Linked DNA regions of Mus musculus: all the other regions are linked to region 1. The links are chromatin contacts, called in public promoter capture Hi-C maps. All regions are on one chromosome and are shown on one strand. Each heading gives the region's core, a stretch centred on a gene start, on an enhancer-like site or on the middle of the called end of the contact. The rest is flanking DNA. Distances are from core to core; before and after follow the strand shown.

Evidence for each region. Promoter capture Hi-C pulls out the DNA fragments that hold promoters and counts their contacts. Capture Hi-C pulls out chosen DNA fragments and counts their contacts.
Region 2: a promoter capture Hi-C map of liver shows a contact between it and region 1, with 3 times the contacts expected there. The contact joins the promoter of Mrps5 here to the promoter of Nop56 in region 1. A contact is called at or near these places in 8 of 39 promoter capture datasets (the C10 cell line, the HPC-7 cell line, embryonic stem cells and 4 more), 1 of 484 Hi-C or Micro-C datasets (the G1E-ER4 cell line), 2 of 115 datasets of contacts at active chromatin or transcription factors (astrocytes and large pre-B cells) and 3 of 9 other capture datasets (adipose tissue, liver and macrophages).
Region 3: a promoter capture Hi-C map of pre-B cells shows a contact between it and region 1, with 5 times the contacts expected there. The contact joins the promoter of Mcm8 here to the promoter of Nop56 in region 1. A contact is called at or near these places in 1 of 39 promoter capture datasets (pre-B cells) and 1 of 115 datasets of contacts at active chromatin or transcription factors (thymic regulatory T cells).
Region 4: a promoter capture Hi-C map of pre-B cells shows a contact between it and region 1, with 5 times the contacts expected there. The contact joins the promoter of Gpcpd1 here to the promoter of Nop56 in region 1. A contact is called at or near these places in 2 of 39 promoter capture datasets (liver and pre-B cells).
Region 5: a promoter capture Hi-C map of pre-B cells shows a contact between it and region 1, with 2.4 times the contacts expected there. The contact joins the promoter of Bcl2l11 here to the promoter of Nop56 in region 1. A contact is called at or near these places in 2 of 39 promoter capture datasets (liver and pre-B cells) and 1 of 9 other capture datasets (liver).

Annotation. Positions count from the first base shown.
Region 1 is chr2:130,271,922-130,277,635 of GRCm38.p6, forward strand. It overlaps Nop56 (NOP56 ribonucleoprotein), which reads left to right and starts at 2,491. Exons shown (of 12, transcript NM_024193.2): 1 at 2,491-2,555; 2 at 2,713-2,802; 3 at 3,111-3,225; 4 at 3,742-3,903; 5 at 4,055-4,253; 6 at 4,515-4,702; 7 at 4,786-4,937; 8 at 5,111-5,211; 9 at 5,555-5,703. The coding sequence starts at 2,553. It overlaps Snord110 (small nucleolar RNA, C/D box 110), which reads left to right and starts at 3,594; the gene lies at 3,594-3,652. It overlaps LOC115489609 (a small nucleolar RNA gene), which reads left to right and starts at 4,316; the gene lies at 4,316-4,448. LOC115489632 (a small nucleolar RNA gene) reads left to right here and starts at 5,274; the gene lies at 5,274-5,359.
Region 2 is chr2:127,585,165-127,590,878 of GRCm38.p6, forward strand. Mrps5 (mitochondrial ribosomal protein S5) reads left to right here and starts at 2,262. Exons shown (of 12, transcript NM_029963.2): 1 at 2,262-2,321; 2 at 5,531-5,617. The coding sequence starts at 2,264. It also overlaps a transcript of Zfp661 not described here.
Region 3 is chr2:132,812,668-132,818,381 of GRCm38.p6, forward strand. Mcm8 (minichromosome maintenance 8 homologous recombination repair factor) reads left to right here and starts at 3,474. Exons shown (of 19, transcript NM_001291054.1): 1 at 3,474-3,798; 2 at 4,407-4,578; 3 at 5,038-5,121. The coding sequence starts at 4,431. Trmt6 (tRNA methyltransferase 6) reads right to left here and starts at 3,387. Exons shown (of 11, transcript NM_175113.3): 1 at 3,137-3,387. The coding sequence starts at 3,267.
Region 4 is chr2:132,574,973-132,580,686 of GRCm38.p6, forward strand. It overlaps Gpcpd1 (glycerophosphocholine phosphodiesterase 1), which reads right to left and starts at 3,276. Exons shown (of 20, transcript NM_028802.3): 1 at 3,096-3,276.
Region 5 is chr2:128,123,520-128,129,233 of GRCm38.p6, forward strand. Bcl2l11 (BCL2-like 11 (apoptosis facilitator)) reads left to right here and starts at 2,519. Exons shown (of 4, transcript NM_207680.2): 1 at 2,519-2,733; 2 at 5,101-5,495. The coding sequence starts at 5,114. Acoxl (acyl-Coenzyme A oxidase-like) reads left to right here. Exons shown (of 18, transcript NM_028765.3): 18 at 1-374.

The sequences.
Region 1 (5,714 bases), core at 1,241-3,740:
GTGAGCTCTAGGCCAGCCAGAGTTTAATAGTAAGATCTTGTTCCAAATAATAACATTTCAACAATAAAAATGACCCAGAAAACAAGATGAATGACCACTAGCATTTGAGTGCCCACTACACCAGGGACCTATCTATTTCATAGCTGCCCCAGGACCAGATCGTCAATAAAGGTTTATTAAAGGGGTGAATGACTCTTTAATCTTTAATCTGAAGAAATAGAGTCTCAGGTCAAGTGATTAATTTCTGGTCACACTGTAAGGCAGAGCTTGGGCTCCTACACAGGTTGCTTACTTTGATTCATATTTATTATAGATTAATAAGTCACCCATAAATTTAATGGCTTTAAGGCCACAATATTTTTCACAATTCTGTGAATAGACAGAGTACACACAGGGCTCTTCTTGTCATGACTACGGTTTCATGCAGCTGCAATCAGAGACAGTGGCAAGAGGTAGAACACATGTCTACTCTCTGTTGGAATAGTTGGAATAAGGGATAGTTGGAAGGCTTGACCTCTAACTGTCCCCATGTAGTCTCCATGGGACTCATCAGGCTTCACTTCTTATGAGGCAACTCAAAGTCAACAAGCATGCACAAGGTTCAGAAATGGCAGACTCAATCTACCCGTGTCCGTTGGGCCATAGGCCTGGTTGTCAGGAGGCATGGATCATTATTGGCCTTTCTGGAGAACAACTACCACAGGTGATTGATTATAGGATACCAACACCTTTAATTTTCTTATTACTTTGTTCACAATGAGCAACCATAAACAAAACATGAATTTCTGCTTTAGAAATATTCAGGAAGCAGGGCGAAGGATAACTTGGAGACAAAACTCAACAATTTTACAAAAGTCTACTTTGGTAGGAAAGGTCTGTCTGAACGTAGGCAAGAGCAATTAATTTATCAAAGAAGCCTAGGGAAGGGAAGAAATGGTGTCTGATATCACAATCTACAGATCCCACTAGGTTCAGAACTATAAATATTGGAGGACTTTCTTTTTTTTTTTGAAACAGGGTCTTACCATGTAACCTTGATTAGCCTGGAGCTATCGATATATACCAAACTAGCCTTGAATTCACAGATGTCTGCCTCCAAAGTGCTGTGATTAAAGGTGCGTGTCACCATTCAACTCCTGGGGTGACATTTTAATGAAGTGGTGGAGGTGAGGAAGCCAAAGGAACATCTTGTTTTGCTTGTTTGTTTGTGCTGTGTCGCCTCATCTAATCACAAGCATTTATAGCTTACTTTTCTTGAAACAGAGTTTCACTGGGTAACCTTATCTGCCTTGGAATTTGCTATGTAGCCAGGCCTGTCTCTGCCTCCCAAATACCAGAATTAAAGGTGCGTTCCACCATGTCCTGCCAAGCGCTTGTAGCTTCCTAGTTGCAATACATACACATTTCTTTACTATCCAAGTCCACTTTATTATCCAAGCCAGCTCCATTACAGGCAATGTACAGCCAACTTACTCCATTATAGAGAAAGTACAGCCGACTTACTCCATGATAGACAATGTACAGCCGACTTACTCCATGATTCTTTTTTCTCGCATAAGGCATAGACTATTTAAGAGAGACTATTCAAGTTTGGGATTTATTTTCTCTCTCTATTAGATATTTTCTGAATTTACATTTCAAATGCTATCCCCAAAGCCCCCAATACCCTCCCTCCGCCCTGCTCCCCAACCCAATCACTCCCGCTTCCTGGCCCTGGCATTCCCCTGTACTGGGGCATATGATCTTAGCAATACCAAGGGCCTCTCCTCCCATTGATGGCCGACTAGGCCATCAAGTTTGGGATTTATAATCCTAACACTAAAGTAAAGTGTCTTTTTATTTTCTTTTTTAAAGCAAAGGTGATTTTAAATTATCCACCTTGGTGTGCCTAAAACTGGCACTGAAAAAAACAGGAACGCAGCTCCTTGGAAGAATTCTGGGCCTACGCGGCCATGAGCAACCACGTGGTGCCGAGCAGCGCTGGGTTCTATGAATCAGGGAAAGGAACAGAACTAGGAAGAGGTAAACCGCTCTTGTCTATGCCTCAGCCCGCACCAACAATTTTGTTAACAACAAAATGTAAAAGGAAGAGGCAGGCAGCAAGAAGACGCCATTTCTGCAGGGTCTGAGGCCGGGTCCCACGAGGACCCGGAATATCTGGGCAGCGGGAAACCTGCGAGGCTTATCAGGAAGCCTCATGTCCCCTCACCGAGTTCTGCCGCCCGGCACACGGGTGACAAAAGCACGAGGAACGAAGAAGGGTGGTCTCCAGGCCACTCTGCGGCCTGCCGGCAGGAGCGACACCATTCACTACAGACGCAGTACCGGCTCGCGCAGCCGCAGAGGCTGGGCTTGGCAGGCCCGCTCGCGCCCGTGGTAGTCCAACCCGCCCGACGGACGATACCACACCCGCGAACCCCCTCCGAAGACCTGACAATGGTTTCGTCCGCAGCCTCTGATTGGTCAAACCGGAGAAGGTGTGGTCTCCGCAGTCTGGTTCCGCGCGCCAGAGCGCGCTAGCCGCATTGCGAGCTGGGCACGGAGCAGGCGCCATGGTGAGGAGTGGTGGTGGGGTATTTGCGTAGTGAAGGCCTTAGCGTGCGTCTGGGTTTGCATTCGGGGTCGTGCTCCGGGTCTGAGCCAGGGCCTGCTCTAGCAGCGGCCCCGCGGACTGGGAAGTTTGACTGATGGCCGCGCGCCGGTTCTTTTCAGGTTCTGCTGCACGTGCTGTTCGAGCATGCGGTCGGCTACGCGCTGTTGGCGCTGAAGGAAGTGGAGGAGATCAGCCTGCTGCTGCCGCAGGTGGGTGAGCTCGGTGGGCTCGCGGAGCTGCAATGCAGCCCCTAAGGCCGCCAAACCCCAGCATGCACCGCGTGTTCCCACGTGGCCGACCGCACCGGGCCCGGCGGGGGGGGGGGGAGCTCTAGAATGAGGGGACTCTTTAACGCGAATCTATATAATTGGAAGCGGTCGGAGATAAACATCTCATTTCCATTTCTTGAGAATTAAGATTCGGGGCCCAGGCACCAATTGCTACAACAGCTGGTGCTTCTGCCTTACTGCGCTGTAGAAGCCAAATTCAAAGAAAGCCCATTCATCCTTCTCTCCAGGTGGAGGAATGTGTGCTTAACCTTGGCAAATTCCACAATGTCGTTCGTCTGGTGGCCTTCTGTCCCTTCTCTTCATCCCAGGTGGCCTTGGAAAATGCCAATGCTGTGTCTGAAGGTGAGTCGGTCCCTCCGGAACATGGGATTCTGGGTGGTTGATGTTCTTAGATGATTTTCTTCTAAGCTTGATACAGTCTAGGGATTATTTGAGACCTACAGGATGGCATTTTAAAACATTAATATGCAGGGGCTGAAGAGATGGCTCAGCGGTTAAGAGCGCGACTGCTCTTACAGAGGTCCTGAGTTCAAATCCCAGCAACCACATGGTGGCTCACAACCATCCCTAATGAGATCTGATGCCTTCTTCTGGGGTGTCTGAAGATAGCTACAGTGTACATATAATAAATAAATCTTGTAATTTAAAAAGCACTTAAATGCTTTACAATTGTGCTCCTGGACCTGTGGTAGAGCCAGGCTTTGCAATGATGACTTATATATCTGTCAATCCCCTGAGAGATCACTGACGACTCCATGTGTCTGAGCAATGCCTGCGGGGATGGGTGTTAACTAATCCGATTGGAGACAGTCTCCAATCTGCAATGTGTGGTTTAGAGCTGTTTTCTTTGTCCCAAAGGTGTTGTTCACGAGGACCTCCGCCTGCTCCTGGAGACATACCTGCCATCTAAAAAGAAGAAAGTACTTCTGGGGGTTGGAGACCCCAAGATTGGTGCTGCAATACAGGAAGAGTTGGGGTACAACTGCCAGACTGGTGGTGTGATAGCTGAGATCCTTCGAGGTAAGAGTCCTATTTCATTTATTCTGTCCACCACGTGGATGCAGTGCCCACAGAAGCCAGCAGGGGGCCTACGGGCCTGGTGATGTGATCTGCTGTGAGTGGTTACTTGGGTCCTGGAGGATCTATTCTTAAAGTCCCATCTTCTTTTTAGGAGTTCGTCTGCATTTCCATAATCTGGTGAAGGGTCTGACAGATCTTTCTGCTTGTAAGGCCCAGCTAGGGCTGGGACACAGCTACTCTCGTGCCAAAGTTAAATTTAATGTGAACCGAGTGGACAACATGATTATTCAGTCCATAAGCCTCCTGGACCAACTGGATAAAGATATCAATACCTTCTCGATGCGCGTCAGGTAAGGTATAGAAGTCGAGCATGGCCGATGATTCATGTGGGTAAAATCATGGACCAAAGCAAGGCCTCCTTGTGCTTACCACAGGCTGTGTTCCTACACTGACTGTATAGAAAGAGGAGGCAGAATAAACCTACCCCATGTACACCTCAGCCTAGGCCACTGTGCCTGGTCTGTATTGTGAATGGGGAGACACGGGCCTGAGAGAGCTTGGGACCTGAGTTGAGGTTTGATAGCTGGATCAGAGAATGACTTCCTCTACAGGGAGTGGTATGGGTACCACTTTCCAGAGCTGGTGAAGATCGTCAATGACAACGCCACATACTGTCGCTTGGCTCAGTTCATTGGGAACCGCAGGGAGCTGAATGAAGAGAAGTTAGAGAAACTGGAAGAAATTACGATGGACGGGGCCAAGGCTAAGGCCATCTTGGATGCTTCTCGGTCCTCCATGGGTCAGTGCGGAGCGCGGCAGCCTGTATAAGGTACGAGACTCCTTGAGTATCTGGTCCCCCTGTTCACACTAGGTGTTTCCTAGGCATGGACATATCTGCTATCGACTTGATAAACATCGAGAGCTTCTCCAGTCGTGTGGTGTCTTTGTCAGAGTATCGCCAGAGCCTACACACTTACCTTCGCTCCAAGATGAGCCAAGTAGCCCCCAGCCTGTCAGCCTTAATTGGGGAAGCGGTGCGTCATGGGGAACACAAAGTGGGGGAGTGAAACTCAGCATTCTGTACCGCTATCCTTGTGGCTAGCATGTTGTCCCTAGTTGATGCATGGTGGGGAAGAGAAGAGGGGATGAGCCTGGGAGGTCAGGTTCCCACTTACTCACCTGACCTCCTCCTCGGATCTTTCTCCAGGTAGGTGCACGCCTCATTGCTCATGCTGGCAGCCTCACCAACCTGGCCAAGTATCCAGCGTCCACAGTACAGATCCTTGGGGCTGAAAAGGCCCTGTTCAGGTACCAGTGAGGGCGCCTGCTCATGTCAGGTGCTGCTTCTGGTGTCCACTGTTTTGTTTGGGGATTACAATGATGGCTGACCAGGGCAACCTGACCTATACAGGCCTCTGCTATGGGGGTGATGGCCAGTCCTGGTGTCTGAGTGATTCCCAGGGCCCAGCAAAAGGGGACCGAGTTTCCAGGTCAGCAAATTGGATGCCTTCCCTCTCTGCCTCTGGGAGCTAGGTTGGCACTTGGTGAGGTAGAAAGTTCAGCCAAGCCTGGTGGGAAATTGTTAGAAGAGGGGAACTTGGCTATTTGGGTCAAGTCTTTTGACTAAACTATTGACTGAATATTCTCACAGAGCCCTGAAGACAAGGGGTAACACACCAAAATATGGACTCATTTTTCATTCCACCTTCATTGGCCGAGCAGCTGCAAAGAACAAAGGCCGTATCTCCCGATACCTAGCAAACAAATGCAGTATTGCCTCAAGAATTGATTGCTTCTCTGGTATGGATGGG
Region 2 (5,714 bases), core at 1,012-3,511, 2.7 Mb before region 1:
CCCCACCCCCCTCTCTCTGTGTCCTGAACTCACTATGTAAACCAGGATGGCTTCAAACTTGGAGATCCACCTGTCTCTGCCTCCAAAGACCTGGGCTTTAAGGTGTGCATCACCCCACCTGGCCTCTTTGTATCTCAAAAGCTCAAAAAGGCTACAAAACTTCAAAAAGGAAGCAAAACTTCTAGGGAAAATTCTCAATTTGTGAGGCAAAAAAAAAAAAAAAAAAAAAAAAAAAAAAGGCAACCTTCATTTGGTACTATGAGATCTGGATTTGCCCCCTCTCTGAACCAAAAGACAGGTTTTGGCTTTTCTGGAATTAACTGGATACTGCAGAATATGAATTACAATATTTAAAGAAATAGCCAGGCCAGTCATGAGAAATTAAATGAGGGTCCCAAGCCCATACCATTTGTAATTGAGGGATTAAGGAACACTCTTTTGATAGGCTTAAGAAAGCTCCAGCACTGGGACTTCCAAAGGGATGGGCTGTTTCAACTATACATTACCAAAAAGCAGGGCTGATACCCATTCTCATCTGGCCATTGGGTGGTCACAAATGGTCATACCATACCTGTCTGAACAACTGGATCCTGAAACCCAAGATGACCCCAGTATCTCCAGGGACTGACAATGACTCTTTGATCTCCCATTACTATCTGTACACCCTTCCTAAAACCTTGATCTCTTTGGCTATCAATTAAACCTCTCCAATATCAGTTTTTCTTAAATAGAACCTAGAATTGGTAAAGAAGTAAATTTTTCTACTGAGTAAATACCTACCTTCTGGATGTTACATGTTCATGCTGCTTTCTGGAAGGAAAGTGATTTGCTGAACTCCAAGAGCAGTCCCATCAAATATTGACCACAGGTTTTGTCTCTCGTGCATGGCATCCAGAAACTCTCCAGTGTTGCTATGTCGGCTACAGGGGGCACTAAATGGGTGGCTTGTCAGTAGAGGGAATAAATCATATCACTAGGCTGCCAAGGTCTCAGCACTGCTGTCTAATTTTTGTTGATCCCTTTCGCCTCTGTCAGTCTCATGGATCTCTTGTAAGCCTCGGTCTGCCCCTAAGGCAGTGAAAAGGGCAGCTGTGAAAGGGTTCTTCTGCAATTCTGAAGGATGGCTGCATACAGAAATCCTCAACTATGTTCCCAGAGAGCTTGTAAAAGAGCCCTGTGATACTTTGGTTGGACAAGGTCAGGAGAAACATACAATCACCTCTTCTCAGGAAAATGATTCTTCCAGTCTGCTCCTGAGTTTCTTGGGGGCTGCATGGTATGTGCTCAGACATGGTCACGAACCTGTGACAGATTTGGAGGACATAGTTTACCAAGTCTTGCCACGTCTTCAGCTGCCTATAGGTCTTCATGGATATCCTTACTGAATGAACTAAAGCCTCCCCAGCCTGTGCTGCAAAGACTTACAAAGTAGCCAAGGCACTCTCACAAGCAATTCTGAACTTGCTCAGAGACTGCAGGTGTTTCGAATCATGACCAAGACATTAGGTAGCAAATGTGGCTTGCCCAACAACCACTGCCCTCAGGAAAGGTAGAAGCCTTAAATGATAATCCCAAGAAGCTAATGAAGAAAGCCCCTGTGTTACTTTCTATTGCCGTGACAAAACACCATGACCAGGGCAACACAGAAACAGTTTATTGCAGGCTTAAAGTTTCAGGGGAGGAGTCCAGAACCATCATATGTGACTCATTTGGGCAAGCATGGATAGTGTAAAGCCATGAGCAGGTGGGGTAAAACCCGTGGCCTCGGGCTGGAACATGACTGTGTGTGAACAACCTGTACCATGAATACACAACAAAGGCAACATATGTTTAATAAACTTTGGGCCTTTACGGACTTCCCACACTTTGTCTCATTCACCCCCGGGCTCCTTCCCGATGTTCCCAGACTCTTTCCCGGTTCCGCAGAACTGACTTTGCCAGGTCAAGCCTGCTACTGGTGAGATGTGATCCATTAGGCTACTATCAGAGAAAAGAGCCCAGAGCTAGCCCCGCCCTCGCCCCGCCCCTGCCCGGGGTCCTAGCGCGAGGACCCCTGAGCAGCTGTCCGAGGCTGAGCCTGACTCAGTTTCCTCTGTGGTCCACGAGGGCAGTTTTCCGTGTGCGCTGAATGGTGGCCCTCGAGCCTCAGCACACCTCTCTGCGCTGACGACGAACTTGTGACAAGGCGCGGTCGCAGCTCGTTGCTGCAGGCGGTGAGGAAGGCGGTTCCAGAGACAGGCGGAGTCGCTGCTCCGGCTCCAGCATGGCGGCGGCCGTACGCGCTGCAGGCTGTCTCCCTGCATTGTGTAGCTTGCAGGCAGGTGAGCCCTGGGACCCGGACCGAAAGCGCGCGCGAGCAGGGGTCTTTCCCTCGGGTCTGTCGAGTCTAGGCTCCAGGAACGCGAGAAGTCGCCGAGTCCTTGATCTCAGTCTCCCATTCGGGTCCGGCCGGCTGTGTGACCTTGCGCGCCTTCTGTCCCTCTCTGGTCGCGCCGTTTGAGAGTATAAGGAGTGAACTGGGCAGTGTGCTTTCGGCCAGGGAGACCGTTCAGGCCCACTCTGTGAGGAGGAGCGAATGTAGCAAGCATAGTCTGTGGTTCATAGGGTGATGTCAATCCCTGTCTCGAGTCAGAGTGCCGCCAGCAAAAAGTCTAACAGACTCTTACTGAGTCTGTTAGATTAACTAGCTGTCATTTTAGCGTCTGGGCCGATCCGTTTGCCAGAATATACTTTTGCTGTCACCGTCTTCCTGCCGCCCTTTTCAGTTGTGTGCCGATCTCTAGCATGGCGTTGGCTTGTAGGAATAGCTTCGCGCTGGACATTGTGCTCAAGGTCCTGGTCCAGAAAGTTCATTTTGTTGCAATATTTAACCTGAAATCACTTGATAGGGTATGTGACTTGAGCCTTCGTTTGTTTTGCCGGCGTTGAAACCATCTCATTAAGGCCTCTGTCCATAGTAAGTTGTAACATTCACTAGCGCTCGCAGGTGATCTATCTAAAGTGTACACTTCAAAGGTTTTGTTTTAGTGTTTTTGTAGACGGTGCATTTATCATCACAGTCAGTTTGAGAACATTTTCATCACTCCAAAAGAAAAAACAACTGTACCTTTTAACTGTTGCCCCCACCCCTCGCCATCTCTCACTAGCCGTCAACACTGGGAGACTACTGATCTATTTCCCATCTGTCCATAGCTTGTCTGTTCTGGGCATCTGGTTTCTACGATTGGCATCTGCCAATAATGCTGTGTTGTCAGGATTTGTCCCTGCTGTGACATACCAGTCCCATGTTGCTTGTGAGCCAATAATACTCTTGTGTCCATTACACCACATTTTGTTTATCCACTCATTGGCGGATGAACGTTTGAGCCGTTTCCATCTTTTGGCTGTTAGGACTGATGTTAAAACATTTGGATGCTGTGCTTCTGTCTGTGCACATGTCCGTCCTCTTGTGGGTATTTCCTGGGTGGAATTGCTGGTTGAAGTGACACCTCAGTGTTTAACTAAGGAACTAACTACCAAGTAGCTGTACCATTTTACAGCTCCACCGGCACTGTGTAGGGGCTTCAGTTTCTCTTTGCCAGCACTTGTTATTGTCTGTCCTGTTCAGAGAACCAAGCTGTGACGATATACTAATTTTGTGGCTTTGATTTCTAATGGGCTCGTTTCCATGCGCTTAATAGCCATGTGTGTATGTTCTTGAAGCAATATCTGTTCAAATCTTTTGTCTGTGTGCGCCTGTAACTTGATTGTGTGGTTCTTGACCATGAATTTCCTAGATTAGAGGGAAACACTTGATCTAACCGTGTGCATGCTAGGCACATGCTCTACAACTGAGCTGCACGCTCGAGTGTTAGAAGGCTTGGATCCTGTCGGTAGAGCCATGGGTTATGGATGCTTAGGAGCCGGAGCCATGCTGGAGGTAGTGAGTCTGTGGAGGTGGGCTAGGGAGCTTCATCACCTGCCTTCCACGCCTGATCACCTGCTTCCGGGGTGTGGATGTGGTTTTCTGCCGCCATGTCTTCACTGCTTGCTGCCATGACTTCTCTTCCATGGTGGTCTGAATCTCTCTGGGACTGTGAGCCCCAATAAACCCTTTCTCCCTTAAGTTCCTTATGCCTGGATATGTTATCACAGAAACAAGAAGTAAATTTTTGTTTTTTGAGACATATCTCAACAGCTTGCCCAGGCTGCTGTTGCAATCACTCTCTAGCCCGGTGCTGGGTTTGAACTTCCCATCCTCCTGTTCCAGTCTCTCTCATAGCAGGGTCTGTGAGCCTGTACTAACAGGTTACTTCCTGTTCATTGTCACTTGGGTTGACTTTTTATTCTTGATTTGGAAGACTTCGTTGCATTTTCTAGAAATAAGTCTCTTGTCAGATATATAATCTGCAAGAAAAAAAAGTATTTTTGGAGACAGGCTCTCATTGTGTAGTCTTGGCTATCTTGAAACTCACTATGTAGAGCGGGTTGGCTTCGAATTCACAGAGGTCAGCCTGTCTCTGCTTCCAGGCTAGGATAAAAGGCATGTGCACTGTGCATAAACTTTTTTTTTTTAAAGAGTTTTGCATGTTAACTTTTAAGACCCCCTCCCCTGCCAAGGTTCTCACTATGAATGTAGTCTAGCCTCAAACGCACAGTGATTCTTCTGCCTCAGCTTCTCAAATGCTGGGATATACTAGTATACCTGACATTAATAGTGTTCCTTGAAACACAGGTTTTTGTTTTTGAGCATCCAGGGCCTAGTGCACATCAGGCAAGAGCTGTGCCGCCAAGCTGTTTCTAGCATTGAACACATTGGTTTGAAATTTTGATGGTCTCATTCATCTGTTTTCCCCCTCTCCCTTTTGGTAGCATGTGCTTTTGGTGTTGTATCTAAGAAACCACTGCCAAGTCCAAGGTTGTGATTGTTTACGAGTTTTATAGACCTTTGGCCTCTGTCTGGTTTAGTTTTTGATGATCAGAGGCAGACCTGCACTTCCTCCATCTGGATTTTACTGCCCCGCTGTCTCCATACATGAGTTTTCTCAGCTCTGCTGTCAGAGTCGGTGCTAGAACGCCACGCTGAGTGAGGGCTGGTGGGTGCCAGAGGGAGCAGGAGTGGGGATCTGGGGGGCTTCCCCGGAGCTGTTGTTGAAAGAGGCTCCGCCCTTCCCAACACCACGCATGCGCACGCTCTACTCACCTATGCTAGGGAACCTCCAGAGAGCAGCGTGATGATTCCCCCGAAGTCTGCCTTGGTGAATCCATGAGTTTTGTTGGGTTGTTTGCAGGAGTATGGGTAGCATGGAAGGACCAGCAAGGACGGCAGGGGGTGCAGGTGACATCAAGGGACTTTCACGAGGCTTGGAAACTGCATGGGTTTGAGGGTGAAAGGTGGAGATGAGGCGCCATGTCGGCGTGGAGCCTAGAGATGGCTTACATATTGTCTTAATCTTTCTGTTTTGTAGGTTCCAATATCTTACTGGTTAAAATGCTCCGTCTCATGTAGAAAATATCTTTAAACAAATACTCTTTTCCTCCCAATTTTTAGGTCATTTCCTGTCTAGGCAACTCTCTTTAAACGCCTTTCCAGTAGCAGCCACTTCCTTTTTGGCAGTGAAGACAGCTCTTAGCCACGGTAAGGTGCTACTACCTCTCTGTTCTTTAAGGTTTATTTACTGTGCAGTAGTTTTGTTACAAGTTTCCAGGAGAGGGTGGGCGTCTAGGGGAACTGG
Region 3 (5,714 bases), core at 2,224-4,723, 2.5 Mb after region 1:
CAATCTACACATTGGAAATGGATGTAGAACTAATGAAGTACTGCCAAGGGTCAGGCATTAGCCTTCCTATCGGAGATCTCAGTCTCTTAGAGCAACTTCAAAGACAAGCACACGACAGAACCCCTTTCCTTTCCCAGAAAGCAAGCTAGCACCTGCTGTGTAACAACTGGATGCCAGCAGTGCGTACCCCTTCATTCTCACAGCAACCCTCAGACGCCAGGGACAGACATCTGAGGCCCAGAGAAACACACTGGTCAAGAGTCAGTTACCTGGTGTGGTGGTATGCATTTCTCCCAACATGCAGGAGGCAGAGGTGGAAAGATGCCAAGTTCCAGGCCAGATTGGCCTTAGCTACAGTGTTGTAGGATGCTCCTCTGAATTACAACACTCCCTCCAATTTTAAATACTTCTTCTAGGAGGAAAGATGACACTCACCAGTCTCAGGGGGCAAGCAAACAGTCACATGTCTGGAGAAAAAAAAGCCTAGAAGATTCTTGAGGGTCTCCTATCTAACAAGATAAAAAGGAGTAAACAGTTGCTGCTGGGTGATGTGTGTGTGCGCGCGAGTGCACGTGCTCGTGTGTGCACACATTGGTTCACCAAACTGGACATTGCTGCAGTCATTTCTTTGGTCTGTTGTGGGTTCCATTTCTGAGGTGAACTGATGTGTATCGACTCGACAGAAAAACATAACACACAATGACAATTGTATACATGTTTGTGTGAGGAGTTAAAGTTGCAGGATTCATACAGGTCTGCAGATACTTTCTACATACATGGCATGGCTGACGTAAAGAAAAGCTTTGTACCTAAGGAAGCTTCAGAGCCCAGCTCACACGCACAGAATTCTGAATTCTGAGACCTGTCCTGACCTGGTAAACTCTGCTTGTGCCCTGCATCACTCTTTTCATCTTTCCTTTTTCAGTTCTCTATCCCACCATATCTTTGTATATCATATCCTTAAAAAACGGTTAACTACTTTCATCTTTTGTGTGGGCATGTGCACATGTTAGTGTTTGGGTACCACAGCATGCATATGGAAGTCAAAAGATCAACTCAGATACTGGTTCCTGCCTTCCATCTTTCTATGAGACAAGGTGTGTCTATGTCTGTCTCTGTCTCTCTCTTATTTATTTATTATTTGTTTATTTATTTAATGTGTATGAGTAAGCTGTAGCTGTACAGATAGCTGTGAACCATCATGTGGTTGCTGGGAATTGAATTTAGGACCTTTGCTTGCTGCAATCCCGCTCACTCCAGCCCTGCTCGCTCTTGTCCAAAGATTTGTTATTATATCTAAGTACACTGTAGCTGTCTTCAGACACACCAGTAGAGGGTGTCAGATCTCATTACGGATGGTTGTGAGCCACCATGTGGTTGCTGGGACTTGAACTCAGGACCTTCGGAAGAGCAATCAATGCTCTTAACCACCGAGCCATCTCTCCAGCCCGGCAAGATCTCTCTTGTTCACTGTTATATATGTCAGGCAAGCAGTCTCAAACTTCTATAGAGTCTCCTGTGTGTGCCTCCATCCTGCTGTAAGAACGCTGGGATTACAGATATGTACCATAGCACCTCATGCTTATGTGGTTAAGAGCTCTACCCTTTGAGTCATCTCCCCTCATTCATCAAATGCCACTTGAACTACATGTCCTCTGGAGGTGCTCCTGACTCCTAATTCTTACTCTTTGCTGGATTTCCAGTAACTAACATCTATTTTGTACCTCTTATCCTCATCCTTGAATCATGTTGGTGTTAATGAAACACTTTACGCCTCTGCCAGCCTATCTTATGTGCAAAGGTGTGTGTGGTGGGGGCCTGGGGGGCAAGCATCCAAACTGACAGGCCGGAAAGTGTGGGAGGCGATCTGATAAATAATGAAGCTGCCTGTTTCCTGGGAACGATTAAGAGTGGCAGAGAGCCATGATCTCTTTGGTGATAGGGAGTCCGGCTTGGGATGCAGCTGGGTTCAGTGGGTCATTTTCTAAATAAAACAAAAAATTAGGATCGTGGCTTCCTAAGAACAGGGATAGTAAAAAGAGCTTACAGCTGACTCTTTAGGGAGCTGGAGAAATGACCCAGCACTCGAGAGCACTTACTGCTCTTCCACAGGATCTGACTTTGGTTCCCAGCACCCAAGTTGTGTGGTTCCCAATTGGCTGTAACGCCAACTCCAGGAAATACAAAGCATTTGGCCACTGAGCGCACAGGAATTCACATACTCAAGCCCACAAAAACACACACACACACACACACACACACACACACACCTTAAAACAATACTAGGTCGTTTTTTTGTTGGTTTTTTTTTTTTTTTTTGAGACTGGATTTCTCTGTGTAGCCCATCAAACAAACTAATTAACAAAAAGAGTACCTTTTAGAACTAAAGATACAGTATGTCTCCTTGGTAACAAAAAGGATCATCTAACAAAACACATTATAAAAAGGACATTCAAATGGTTGTATCAGAACATGAAGCAAGCTGAGTGTGGTGAAGCAAACCTGTAATCCCACCACTTGGGAGGCAGGAAAGTGTTTGCTTCAGCGGGCCATCAGCAAGCACCAGTATGTATACTGGGCTTAAGCTGGCCATGTACCTTGTAGTAAGTTCTCTTTTCTTACAGTAGACAGATTTTTCCCACTGGGATCCAGAGAATAAGACTGCCTACCTGCAAGCCATACTATGTGTAAGAGATCTTTCTTATCTCCCTTTTCTCTTACTGAGGAAGTTGGATTTATGAAGAAAGTGGGGAGCTGGGAAGAGAGTCAGACATAAGAGATACGAATGTGAAAGGTTGGATAAATTCTGTAAGACTAGTGAGGCTCTTCCCCCGCCCCCCAAGAATCCTCGGGAAAGCACCCTCCTGAGTGGGAGTATCAAGAATGGAATTCTTGGGAAGAGAATTTGGCGCAGAAGGTAGAATAGAAAGTTGGGGAATGAAAGGTAGAGGCGAGTACTGTACCCGTAAGCCAAGGATGCGGCAGGATCCCGGTGGGAAGGCCTCAGTGATAGGAAGACCTGAGTGGTAGCAATAAGGGCTGGGGAGCGGGATTCAAAGAGCCAAGAATGGGGCACAGGAGGGAGTGATTATCCGGGTGGTGGTGCGCGCTGCCCAAGGCCAGCAACCAGACTCACTTTCTCCGCTGGACTTGCACTGCTTTGAACACATCTTCTCGCTTCAGCACCACGAAGTCACCGTCATGGATGCAGTGGTCCCCGAGAGGCGGGGGCGGTGAGCTCGGCTGCTCCGCAGCTGATGCCTCCATGGAAGCCAGGTAAATTTCAACCTCCGTTTTTGCTCCAGCCGCTAGGAGCCCGGCACGACCAGGAGGGACCTGCGTCTCCGCCGGCACCGCCCCCACGTGCTGCACGCCGCTTCCGCTTTCCGGTCCGGACCTCGGGACGGCTTCCGGAAGCCTGGCGACTTCCGTCTCTCTGAACTCTTTGATTGGCTACACTTCATCCCGCCCCCTAGTCGCGTGGCTTCCTTAAGCAGAAGCGCGTCATAGACGCGCCAAAAAAGAACTTCAAGCGAGGTCCGAGTTTGCCTTCTGGGCTTGTGCTCGGCCTTCCCCGCCCTGCGTCTGGCGTTCTGGCGCGCAGTGACGCGGGCACCGGGCGGCTCCGGAGACGGAGTGTCCGCGGAGCCCTGCGTGAGAGTGTATACGGCTTACGGCTCTGTCGCAGGCTCCGGGGCTCCTGAAAGCAGGACGCGAGGAAGACGGGGAGTCAGGGATTGCGTACGACTTTTCTCAGGCTGCTTCCCTATGTAGATGTTGGAATCGCCACCGTTCTCAGTATGTTATCCTGTTGGATCGATGTGGAACGTAGTGTTGCGATGGAATGTCTCATCCTGAGGATCCTGAAGACTTGAGCTTTTATCACAGGGCTATCACAAGCAACCTTGATTATTATTAGTTTGCATACTTGCGAATCTTTTATTTATTAAAACCTCTTAGGGTTAGAACAGGTTCTCCTAATGAATTACAGCACAGCGTATGAATCTATCAATAGTTTGTATCTGTGGGATAGGAATTTTTAAGTGGAGTTACTTTCTTTTGGAACAGTTTTAGGACAGCCTGCCACAGAAAGTAATACAGCGAAGATTGGGCTATGTTATTTCCCTAGTATCGTACTGGTGAGGATTATTTTCAGCCAATACTGCCCAATATTAGTTCCACACAGAAAACCGGTTCAAGTTAACTCCTTGATTTCTCTCTTGGTGGTTTGTTGAAAACTGGTATTGAATAAATGTCTATGGTGTACCTTAATCATGATGGAGATTAAAAGAATTAACTATACAACACATAAGGTTTATACTGCAGCATGGAACTTTGCAAGCCTAAGTGCTGGTCTTAAACACAGTACATTAATCCCCCCCTTACTATGTTAATACATTTTTTAGGAGTGCTCTTGACTTGTGGAAGACATGAGTGGTGCTTATAGAGGCAGAGGTTTTGGACGAGGAAGATTCCAAAGCTGGAAAAGAGGAAGAGGTGGTGGGAACTTCTCAGGAAGGTGGAGAGAAAGAGAAAACAGAGTTGACCTGAATGAAGCTTCAGGAAAGCACGCTTCTGGTACGTGCACGCAGGGATCGATATGTTTTCTCTCGGGAAAGAGACAATTCAAGGGCCGGTAGATGCCAGAGTAGGTAAGGGGGACTGCTGCCAAGTGAGGACCCTCAGGTCCCTGGAACCTACATGGTGGAAGGAGAAAACTGACTCCATAAGCTGCCCTCTGACCTCCACATATGCACTATGGCATGTGTGGGCCTACTAGTGTGCACAGGCAACATAATGTAAAAAGAAAAAAAAAATACAAGGAATGGAAATAATGATAATGCCTATTAATAATAATGCCTAGTAGATAGCAGGATAGTTTAACTCAGACTTCAGGTCTGAAGGTTAATATTTATAATTCTTATTGAAATATCTAATTTGGAGTCTATTAATAGACTCCTGTAAAAGGAGAAACTAGTTGGAGGGAAAACTAGCCAGTGCTTTGGTTTTTACTAACATCGTATTCTACGTTTTCAGCACAAGCCTCACAACCGTTACTTCAACAGTCAACATTGGATCAGTTTATCCCGTATAAGGGCTGGAAGCTTTACTTCTCTGAAGGTGGAGTTTAAGAACCATAAGTTATATATTCATCTTTGGATACTACAATTCATGTTACCGTTGTGCACTGGTCTTCCTGCTCTATGCCGCCTTTCTCTCTTCCAAGCATTTGTTTGAGCATTATTGCTATATGATGTATCAGGAAAACAGGAACTGGTGAATGTTTCAAAAGATTTCATACAAGGAATTGGATATGTATATGGTAGACTCAACACAGCAGTCTGATTCCTGTGACTGAGGGAGAACCAACCAAGAAATGCCAAGGTTATCAGAAGTGGGAGCTCAAAGGGAGAGGCAGGACAACGGTGACATATTCATTGCATCGCACCCTTCCAAAGCTGTGCTGTATCACTTTGAAAGACGTCCTACTGTGTGATGAGAACTTAGACGAATGAAGCTGATTGTCCCTAGTAATTGAGGATAGATCAGATGTTCCTGGAGGCTAGAACTATACTATCCTGTGCAGTCGCAGGGATGCCATGGAACAAGGGGCTGGAGAGATGGCTCAGCAGTTAAACATGCTTACTGTTCTTCTAGAGAGCCTGACCTTGGTTCCCAAAAGGAAACTCACTCTGAAACCCTTTTTGACCTCT
Region 4 (5,714 bases), core at 2,026-4,525, 2.3 Mb after region 1:
TATTCAATAGTTCTTTTAGAATAGCTGACAAAACCCTGAGCATACAAGCACTTTCTAATGAGTAAAATGGTTCATTGAGATACTGCAACCTTCCATTTAACAGACCCAAATCTAACCAAAAAAGCTTTAAAGTTACTGAATGAATTTAAATGTTGTTTTGTTTCTTGAGACAGGGTTTCTCTTTGTAGCCCTGGCTGAATCTATAGACCAAGCTAGTCTCAAACTCAGAGATCTGCTTGCGTTAGCCTCTGAGATTAGAGGTGCCCACCACTACTATCCAGCACACTGAAATAATTTTAAGAGACAGACTAAACCCATAACTCAGCAACTGACTGAATAACCAACTTCAATTTCTCTTTGTGTTTTAAGAGAGAAAAGGGGAAAGGGAGGGAGGACCAAGGTACACACATGACGGTCAGAGGCAACTTGCAGGAGTTGGTTCTCTCCTCCCATGAACGGTCCTGGGGATCACACAGGCTCTCAGCAGTGAGGCCCTCAGGCCTCTCAGCAAGCTTCCTTTTCTGGTGAGTCTAACCAGCCTATAAATCTTACACTGTAATCTGAACTTTCACCCAGTGTTTACAATTCTAAACTAAGGTCAAGCTCATCTACAAGACTTCAGAATTGGTATTCAGCTAACTACTCGTTGGCTATAACCAATTCAATCAAATGTAAGTGATGTCACATGTAATTATTTCCATGTACTCACACTAACAGTGAGTACAAATTTAGCTCTAAACATCTACTTCATTAGACAACCAGGAACAGTCTGGATATTTAATAAAAGAGAAAACAGCCAAGTTTTCTATCTCTACAGTTGCGAGATCGCGCTGACAACTCAGCAGTAACAGCTGCAGCTGGTGCACTACACAGAGACAAACACATGGAAACACAGAACAGTCCAGGAGACAAGTGCCATCGTCCACTTGAATTGTCAAAAGTCAGCAATCTAGTTCAATTCTCACCCCTCAAAAACTGTAGCACCATACCAAGCAAACCTGGGAAGGCGCTGTGCTGGCAGCTCACTTGACCATGGACAGAGGCCAAAATTTTGGTGCAGGACAGCTTCAGCACCCAACCGCCTCCAAAACAGCAGTAACAGTGTTTTAGAAAGTACCTGTTCTACTGAGGATCTCAAAGTTTACATCTACCTTTATTCTTCTGCTAAACAAACAAAAATATCCCAACTTGGATGAAGGAGGTCTTTCAGATACACATAAAAGGTAAGAGTAAAAACTGCTAGTAACTGCACACCCGGCTGAGACAGATAACCAGCTCACCTACCGCCTCACTACGGAGTTTGTTGTTTTGGCTTTGGTAATTCCTTTCCCAATGCAATTCCCAATTTGTACTACCTAAAGATATATACTACACAGCACGTTTAGGTAAATTTGAGCTGTTAATTTAATTTGCTTACTTATTTTTGAGGCTGGATCTCACTTCAACGCCCTGGCTGTTTTTTTGGTTTTTTTTGTTTTTTGTTTTTTTGTTTAAAAAAAAAGTGTGCATTGCAGCCTGTGTCTGGCCCATTTGAAGTTTGTTAAAAGACTCAAGGAGTTTTTAAATGTCACCCACCATAACTTACTGACATCAAAACTTTTCACAGTTCCTCCTGACAAAAAAGTTTATTCTTTTTTGCTGAATGTTTTCAACTGTGGACCTAGCTAGTTTCAGACCTAGCTGGTTTATCAGCTTGAGAAACATACTGGAAATTTAAGCTAACCCCAAAGGGACAGAAACATTTAGCTTACAGCTGAACTGAAAGTGGGTATTTTTAGCTAAAGCACATATTTCTGGCCAAAAAAGAACATCTGTGTTTTCCTTTAAAACTTTTCAAAGAAAAAAAAAGCTGTTTCTAATTCTCCTCGATTCTAGCAGATTCTCAGAATATCCTATAATTAAGAAGCAGGTTAAGTGACCACACTGATGTCTGCCCGTGTTAGTGGGGGGATCACTATGGCCCCATTTCTCAGACCTCCATATACTTTCAGCTAATATTTTAATCAAACATATGCAGACAAGAATGGGTTTTTCATTAAGCAAAGGCATTAGCCTTTGGACAGTCCTTAAGCCAAATTAACATCTCATCATCTTTAGACATGCAGTGGGATTTTTTACAAATGCTTTTCATTTCGTGTTGATATCATTTTCATATGCATTTATTACACGTTTTTATTATATACAAATAGTTGACTCACCCACCAACTTTTTATACACACCAAATATTATTCAGTTTTCTTGTGTTTACCAGTTCTCCGGGTGCAAATTTCCTGTATCTCTCTTTACAGATTTAAATTTTGTTTAGAACACTGATTTCCCCTAGTATGTAAGCCACTGCATGGGGTTTACCAGTTTTATTTTGTGCTGTGTGTTTCTAGAACACTGAGCAATTTGGGAGAGAGGGGAGGCTGACAGCTTGTATTTATTCTTTTCCTTATTGTGTTAGAAATGTAGCAGGCAGCAGCTTGAAGGGCAGAGTTAAGTGGGCAGGAGACCCAGAGTGGCAGGGGACAGGAGTATAAGAGGGGACTCTAGACCCGACCATGCTTGCTGCTTGCAGAGTCAGAGAATCGCTAGAAACCGGCAAACTCCAGGCTTCCAAGCCCTCGGGCTTCTGGCCGGACCCGGCAGATGAAGCAGCACGGGGCAGCCACTGCCTCCAAGCCGGCGACGCCAAGGGGACCGCAGCCCTAAAACGTCACCGAGGGCACGGACGAGGAGCTACACAAAGCCCTGGGTTCCCCCCGCCCGGCTGTACTGTCACCCGGAGTTTCTTTCGCGGGCACTAATTTCTAGGCACTTTGGGGAAAGAAGCAGCTGTCAAAACCGCGCGAGTCACCAGTGCGGGCGCGAGGTGACTGAGGGGGCGCGGAGGAAGGGAGGCACCGAGGGCTTGGGCTCCAGCTCCGCCGTTTTCTTTGTTCCCCTATTCTCCGCCCGGGATTTCCGTGGCTGTCCTGGGTCACGCCGCTCAGTGGGACCGCAGCCGCGCGTGGCAGCCGGGGTTCCAGCCGCACCGCGGCTCCGGAACACCAGGCCGCCCGCCCGCCCGCCCCTCCGCGTGAGCGCCCGCCCGCACCGCCGGCCCCCCTCACCTGCCGCTCCGGGCCGCGCCGAGAGCCTGGGCCGCGGCCGACGGAGCCGAGCGTCAGCGCCTCGCCAGCGCTCCCTTAGGTGGCCCGAGGAAGCAAGGAGCCCAGTTACAGCCGCCTCTCAAACCGGTTTCAGCTGCCCTAGACTAAACTGCCAGCCCACCCCGCGGGGCGGGGTCGAAGGGCGGCGGGGCGGGGCCTGACGTCACGCCCGGTCCGGTCCTGGCCAATCGGCGGCCGCGCGCCGGGGGGCGGGCTGCGTGTTCCTGGAAGGGCTGCCCAGAGACCTGAGGTGGCCCGACAGCCTTAGCCCATCTGGCTGGGGTCAGCTGAGGTACTGAAGGTCAAGGTGGTGCGCCTGTAATCCCAGTGTTGGGGAGGTTGAGCCAGGCAAGTAGACTCGAGTTCGAGGCCAGCCAAGGCTATAAAGTGAGATCCTGTCTCAAAAAAGAGAGCTGAGGGAGCCTGATGTTTTCTGGAAACTGCATTCCTTAGGAAACAATCACAGACTAAATCCTTAAAGCTAAAACAAGGAGCTCAGAACAGCTCAGTGGATAAAGGCATTGACCACATTTGAAGATCTGAGTTCACCCACTGGAATCTACATGGTGAGAGAGACCAGACTCCTGTTGACTTCTAGAAGCCTGCTGTCACAAACCCCAAATAAATAAAATAAGTCAATAAATAAATAAAACCAAACTAGAGTTGTTCTTTGCTTTCTAAAACTACCCTTCCTCTTCTTCCTCCTCCTCCCCTCTCTCCTCTTCCTCTTCCTCCTCTTCTATCTCTGTGTGTGCCTCCAACCCTAAATCAGCCCAAGATCAACCACTAGGTAACTTCTAACACAACATTATGTAATCGGGTTTCACTTCAATTGAGATAGTGAGCATCAAGCAGAATCACCTTTTCGTATTGAAGGTCCACTGCTCTACATCTGCTAATTGCTCGCTGTGACTTCATTTCTCTGCTGTTAGTCATACTTAAGTGGTGTTTTTCAAGAGTCTACTTCCTTTGAATGTTTTTAGTATATCTCATCATTTAGTCAAACTACCATTTGTGCAATATTTATGGTTCGGGATGGTAGATCTAACTCATGCCCCTCCCTAAATCCTCTTAAAATATCAAAAGATCTGCACCTGATACAGATCTGTAATCCTAGAATCTCAGAGGTTAAATCAAGGTTGATATGAGTTGGAGGCTTGCCTGCCTGCGTAATGGGTACTAGACCAGCAACAGCTTACATTACAAGACATTGTCTCAAAACAACAATAAAAGTATGGTTGACCCAACGTATCCTTGAGTTCCACATTGGCAGATTCAAGCAATCACAGGCGAGAAATGGGGGGAAAAATGTATTCGTATTAACATATAAACGAGGGGGAGAGGGATTTAAAAATAAAGGCATATGCTGGGTGGGAAAGATAGCTCAGTAGTTAAGAGTGCTTATTCTTGCAGAAGACCTGGAATTGGTTCCCAGCACCCACATGGCAGCTCACAACTTTCCATAATTTCAGTGTAGGGACTTCAATGTCCTGTTCTGTCCCCGAAGGGCACCAGTCCCATATGTGGTGCATACATACATACACATACATACATACCACACATACATACAAAATAAACTTAAAATAACCCCTAAAGTAAGGGGTATGCATTGCTTATATGAAGATAGTATATTAATCATATAAGAAACCTGAACATTTTGGAATCCTAGTTGAGCTCTGTAACCAACCCCCTACAGATTCTGGGAGATAACTTGAATCCACACTTGAAGGATGGCCTATGGCCAGAAACAGAGGTTTCTACAAGATAACTAGCTAGTAACAAGAGATGATTTACAAAGAAACCTGAATCCATGAAAGTCGAAAAGGGAAGTGTTTACTGTGCATGCCTAGAAACTCTGAGAGCAACCCCTCTATCAGTCGTGGGACTGGTTCTGCCACCACAGCTCCTAAAGGAGGGCTGGGCAAGCCGTGTGTCCCCTCCTCTGGCTCCTGCTCTGTACATGGGATGTTATGGGATGTTATGGTTCCTCGAACATATCGTTAATGAGGTTAATCTGAGAACTAACTTTATTATTACCAGAAGGGCACTGAGTATTTTAAACTTCACAGAAACCCTTAGCATGTGCCATCTCACTGGATTCTGAGACGTATTCTTGGTTGTCTGGGATAAGCACACGATCTCATTTTCTAAGTTTTTAAATGTGTTCATGGGAAAGGTTCCCAGTCTAAGAGCTCAGCCTAGATGTGTGTTCTGCCCGTTACTGCCTGTGACATTATGAATATAAATCTTCAGCAAATGACTCGTTACTACTAATGGACTTTGACAGAGAATTCCAGGGAGCCCACTTACTTTCTGAATTTTAAATTTCCAAGAGGTAAAGTTAGGCTGTTTGATGCTAAAACTGCTCCAGTTCCGGTTTACTGAAATTAGTTTTATTTGATTCAATTTCTCATATGCATTTTAACACAATTACTTAGCAGATGGTGCTTTTTAGGAAACAGCCCACTGGTTATCGCTCCCACCATTGCATATTGCTTTGTGGCCACGATGTTGCTGGATTTAATATTACAAGTCTGAACTTTTGTTACAAATAATGTTTCTTTGGAGGAGGGCGTGTAG
Region 5 (5,714 bases), core at 1,269-3,768, 2.1 Mb before region 1:
AAATCAAACACCCTTAGGCAAAAGGGGTGGAGGAAAGCTCCACCCTCTCCAAGCTCGGGCAAAAGTTCAGCGAGGGATGATTCGTGAATCAGGCTTGCTCCAGCTTTGCGAGGAAATGCACTGGCGAGAGCGGAGAGCTTGAGCCTGCAGTCGCCCTAGTCTCACCAGGTAGGTGATCTCCGGACCGCACGACCATGCGCGACAAACGCTCCTCCGCGCTAAACTGTTACCAACCCTTCAGAAAAGCATAGATGTGCAAAGATTAATAAATAATAGAAAGATGCTCCCGCGGCTTGGAGAGGTAGGGCTGGCTGGCCTGGGGAATAATTGGAATAAAGTGATTTTGGAATTTGGAGAGATTACACAGGCGGAAATGAATTTCTCATTTGTGTTCTGACTTGGTGTTGCCCAGTTTCGTTCTCATCTCTAGCCATCGACTCGCTCCCCTCCCTCCATATCCGCTGGCAGCCTCAGTAAGGCACCAGTGACCCACTGGCCCTTCCCACGCTGCTCTTCTCTGCTGTCAAATCCGGTCCCAGGAGTTCTTCCGACACAGCCAGAGAAAGCTGAATGGGCCCAAAGGCCCGCGGCTACCTGACTTGAGGCACTTGGTGGAAGCTCCCCTGACTGCCTTGTTCCCTGGTGATGCAAGAGCCTCCGCCTCCAGGCCGGCTTCCTAATTAGGACCTAAAAAAGAGCACATAGCCCAACCCGTTGCTTTCCCCAGTGCCTGTATATTTTCTTTTAGCATGTCCAGGGTTGCAGAATCGGAAGACTCCAGAGCAGCCTGCTCCTACAAAGAAACACCAGCGCTTCCCCACCCCCACCTCCCACCCCTGTATGGTTCTTTTCTAGTCCAAGTATGAGGCGCCTAGCTCCACGCTGAGGGCGCAGAATACTTGCTGCTGGCTTTGGACTCCCAGAGTAGCAGTAGCAGATTGGGCTGCATGGGTGGGATGCCGAGTGGCCAAGGCACAGTACTGCTTCACAGACCTTGGTCAGGACAGACCTGGATCGGCGGTGTACTTGACTTCATCCACGCCCTTGCCCTGTGCGCTCTTGTAGCGATCACCCCTGACCTCCAGCAGGAGCAAGGCTTTGCCTTGAACACCCCAGCTTCCCTGGGAACCAATGGCTTCTTTGATCTCACTCAGGATTCACTTGAGAAGCTAGACTTTAGCATGGGGCTGTGCTGTGTCACCGTGACGTTAGATCCGCATACAAACACCAAAATGACCAAGATGGCCCAACATTGATTGGGACGGCAGGTCGCAACACTTGTTCTGCAAGAAAAGGCTACGTCCTACTTACTGCCAGCCTGGATGCAGGTTGGGTAGCCCATTAATAGAGTTTCCTTAATCTCGTGTGGGGAGTGGGACGTTCCATTTCCAGAGCAGCTTTTTTGGGCCGCCGCTATGAGAGAAGGGGCTGGGGGTGGGGATGCACATGGCGCCATTGACTTCCAGACTTCTGTTGGAATCACAAAGGCCTCAGGAAGATCAAGGGATTTTTTTTTCGACCCCCTTATGGTTTTCCCAGCTCGGCCTGAACTCCGCTGCTCCATGGTCGCCAGCATCGGCGGACCGATGGATAGACAGTTCCTGGCGTACACTGTGAGCCCCAAACATTTCGAGGCTCCCAACACCGCTCATGGCACAACCGTCTTTCCTTGGTAGCCCCCCTCCTTTTCCTTGTAGTTATTCTTTTCCAGCTAACTTTCTCATTCCCCTATTTTATATGCTTGTCGTGCCCGCCCATCGCTCCCTGAAGCTTCCCGCTTCTCTTGTCTCTCAACTGTCCTTCTCACCACCACCTCTGCCTCTTAAGTAACTGGGCACTAGGGAAACAAACATATAAACCACAACAACAACAACAGCACACACACACAAACACAACACTAAGGAGAGCCTAAAGGAGGACAGAAGGCAGAAGGCGGCGGCGACGAAGAATCTCGCTTGAGGCGCAGACGAAGAGGGGTGAGCATCTTGCTGATCTGAGTCCCCCGGAGGTCAGGAATTCTAGGAAAGGACAGTCAAAGGCCAGTGCCCATCCTTGCACCAATCTAATCCTCATGGTTTGGGGCTGAGAAGCTGTGCAAAGCAAGGGCGGAGGGACGCCTTCTGAGGCTTCCAACTGGCGCCCGCGGCCGGGCTGGACACAGAGCAGTGTACCCTGAGCGCCCCCTAAGTTCCGCTCTGCGAGGTGGCCGCCACGGGCGGACGGGGAGGGGCGGGTACATTCTGAGTGGAGGATGGGCGAGCATGCAGCTGCCCGCAGGCCAAGACACTAGGGTAAACACGCCGGGGTGGGCGGCGCACGCAAACTGCAGGACAGCCGGCGGGGCCACCCTCCCCACTACCTGTCGCAGCCTGCACGCGCCAGCGGCCTGGGGGCCGTGGGGGGTGGGGCTTACCTTCCGGCTTGCCGGGGGCCGGACTAAACGGGGGCGGAGCCCGCGGTGATTGGGCGCGGGGGCGGGGGCTCAACTACCGCAGAGTCTCAAGAGCAGGCTGCTTTCACTTCGCTCCCCGCAGGCACTGGGTCACCAGCTGGTTGGAGCTCTGCGGTCCTTGCCATCGTCGCCGTCACCGGATTCCTGCAGCCGCTCTGCGAGCTGTGTTCCACTTGGATTCACACCACCTCCGCTGCTCCCGCCGCCACCGCCTCGGCGCCCTTCCCCTGGCCCTCGTCCACCCAATGTCTGACTCTGATTCTCGGACTGAGAAACGCAAGGTAAACACTCCGCGACTCCCGGGGCGCAGGCTGGGGATGGATAGAAGACAGGCGCCGCAGCGGCTTCATCTGTCTCTGGTGTCGCACGTGCGGGTGGAGGCACTGGTTTGTCCCGCGTGGCTGCAGGAGGCGAACGCTGGGAGTCGGGTCGAGGTCGCTGCGTGCCAAGGCACTTTTGGGGAAGGGTTGTCGGCACTGAAGCTGCGGGCACTTAGCCGAAGACTGGGTTGGGACGCAATGCCGCACGAGGGGCCGCTGAGGCATCTCTCGCGGGCAAGGAGGGCGCGTGGTCTCGGCTTGGAGCCGAGGTCCCGCTTCGTGGTGCCGGTAGTGCGTCCAGCCGGGAAGCGTCGCGGCGACCCAGACGGCCCGGGAGAAGTAGCCGCGCGGTAGCGGCGGGCGGGTAGACTTAACTCTTCGCTGACGCGGGTTCATTGCGGAGGTTTGAGTATTAAAATCACACGCGCCCAGACTTTGCTTGTACCCATTCAAGTCAGTTTGGCCATAGTGGTCAATTTCCTTTCCGGATGTCCCTGGCGGCCCGGTTCCTTTTGCGACCGTCCTGTGGATATTGAGGAACACCGTATCTACAGGAGACAAGAAACCCCGTAACCCCCCTAGGACCACTTAGGCTACGCGTATTCCAAGCCCCAGCTAGCCGACTACTCCTAGCCCGATTGCACCGGGACCCAGTCGCATAGGCTGGCGGACCCCTGAGCTCGCAAGCCTATTGCCCACGGGGCAGGCACTGCTTGAGGAAGGCTAACTGAACAGTGGGGGCAGAGGTCTGGATGTGCATGCCCGAGACCCGAGATGGTCGTTCATATTTGGTTCGTGTCGGTAGCACTCGGTAGCACATGGGGACACAGCAGGTGAAGTTGCTGAGAAGTTCTTCAGGGGACTGCGGAGGCATTAGGGACTTGGCTCGGAATGGCCTGGAGTGCGATCGTGGCCTCGCGGATCTCCGAGGGGTGCGTGTCTCGCTTTGTCTCTAATGTCCCGCTGCCCTGGCGGCGGGAATTCCCGCAAAGCGCGCGCCGTCCCGGCCTGGCCCAGGGGTGGGGCGGGGCGCAAAGCGAAGCTGCCCGGCCCCCTAAGTTCCAGCCGGAGCTGCGGTGGCCGGCACAGTCTGAGCGGCGCTGGGCGGCGAGTTTGTCAACAATCGCCTTGCCTTCGGCTGCCTGACCCGTAGGCGCCGCCCCCACCGCCTCTGCCCATTGGTTACGATGGGGAGCGACTGCGCGCGGGCCAATGGGGGAGCACTGGCAGCCGGCGCCAGGGGCGCAGGGCTGGCGGTGCCCGCGCGGCGGCGGGAGCTGCGCGCTAGGGGCGGAGCGGGAGGAGGCGGAGGATGATCCCGGCGGCGGCCGGTGCAGCGCGGGCCAGAGGCGCGGCGCGCGAAACCTTCGGCTCCCCGGCGGAGCGTGGCGGAGGGCGGACGGGCAGGCGCGGGGCCCTGGAGCCCAGGACCCGGCTTTGTTTCCCTTGCCTCCTCGGTGGCGACGTGCAGGGGTCGTTCGATCGGCGCAACACGCCGCGCTCGGAAGGGAAGGGGCGGACGTGAGTCTCGGCATGGTGGCCCGGGGAGGGAAAGAGTCAGCCTTGCGCCGGGTATTGCCAAGAACGCGCAGCTAGGTGTGGAACTTTCAAAGGGATGTCTCTTAAGGCCCTCTTTGGAAGTGTGCACATTCCGGCAAGGTTGCACCCGAGAGAAGTGGTTTAGTGTTTGGGGTGGCGCGCAGGGCAGGCAGCAGGAGGGACCTTGCGGCCGAGGGCGCTCGACCCGGGCGGAGCTGCGCTCGGAGTTACAAACTCTATTGTGACGCACTTACTACGACTGACGGCCGCTGCCAAACCTTCTCCAGACTTGCTGCCCTCAGCATTTTCGGCAAACAATGGGGCCGGAGCAGGGAAGGCGGCCAGCCGCCTGCAATCTCTGCATCTGCGCCCGCTCCTGTGCTCCAGCTCCGCATCTGAGCCCGGGAAATGAGAGCCCGCTGGGATTTTCAGACTTGATTCAAGTTTGTCCTGAAGGAAAGCACGAAATGTAGACGTCCCGCGAGCTGCTTCTCCTAAAACTTCTGTGCTTGTGTGTGCGTGAGCGCACAGGCTGACTCCACAAGCTGGGGAGCTGATACTTTGTTTTGTTTGGTAGTCCGATTTAGTTCCACTCTGCATCAAAATAAACACACCTTCATTATTTTGGGCGCCCCTTTGGTCTTACTTGGCAGATAGTCAGAAAAGTAAACAACATAACAAAGAATCTGAGGTTGACTCTAGAATTCTTAACAAATGGATGAAATGATTTTAAAACTTAATTTGCTGAAGATAATCGTTTTGTTGTCCCCCCTCCCTGTTTCCTTGCAGAAAAAAAGACCAAATGGCCAAGCAACCTTCTGATGTAAGTTCTGAGTGTGACAGAGAAGGTGGACAATTGCAGCCTGCTGAGAGGCCTCCCCAGCTCAGGCCTGGGGCCCCTACCTCCCTACAGACAGAACCGCAAGGTAATCCCGACGGCGAAGGGGACCGCTGCCCCCACGGCAGCCCTCAGGGCCCGCTGGCCCCACCGGCCAGCCCTGGCCCTTTTGCTACCAGATCCCCACTTTTCATCTTTGTGAGAAGATCTTCTCTGCTGTCCCGGTCCTCCAGTGGGTATTTCTCTTTTGACACAGACAGGAGCCCGGCACCCATGAGTTGTGACAAGTCAACACAAACCCCAAGTCCTCCTTGCCAGGCCTTCAACCACTATCTCAGTGCAATGGGTAAGCCATAGCTGGGTAAGAGGCAGTTCATGTGTGCTTGTTTGAATATCGGTTTCAAGGCTGTGGGGAGCATTTAAAGCCTCATAGAATCAGTCAAGTGATTCATTCTATATTTTGATAGAAACAAGATGTATGGAGATCTCAACAATTTTTTTTTAACTTGCAAAGTTTGTGTCGTGAATTTATGGATGTACAAACATCAACTTACTGAGTTGCAAA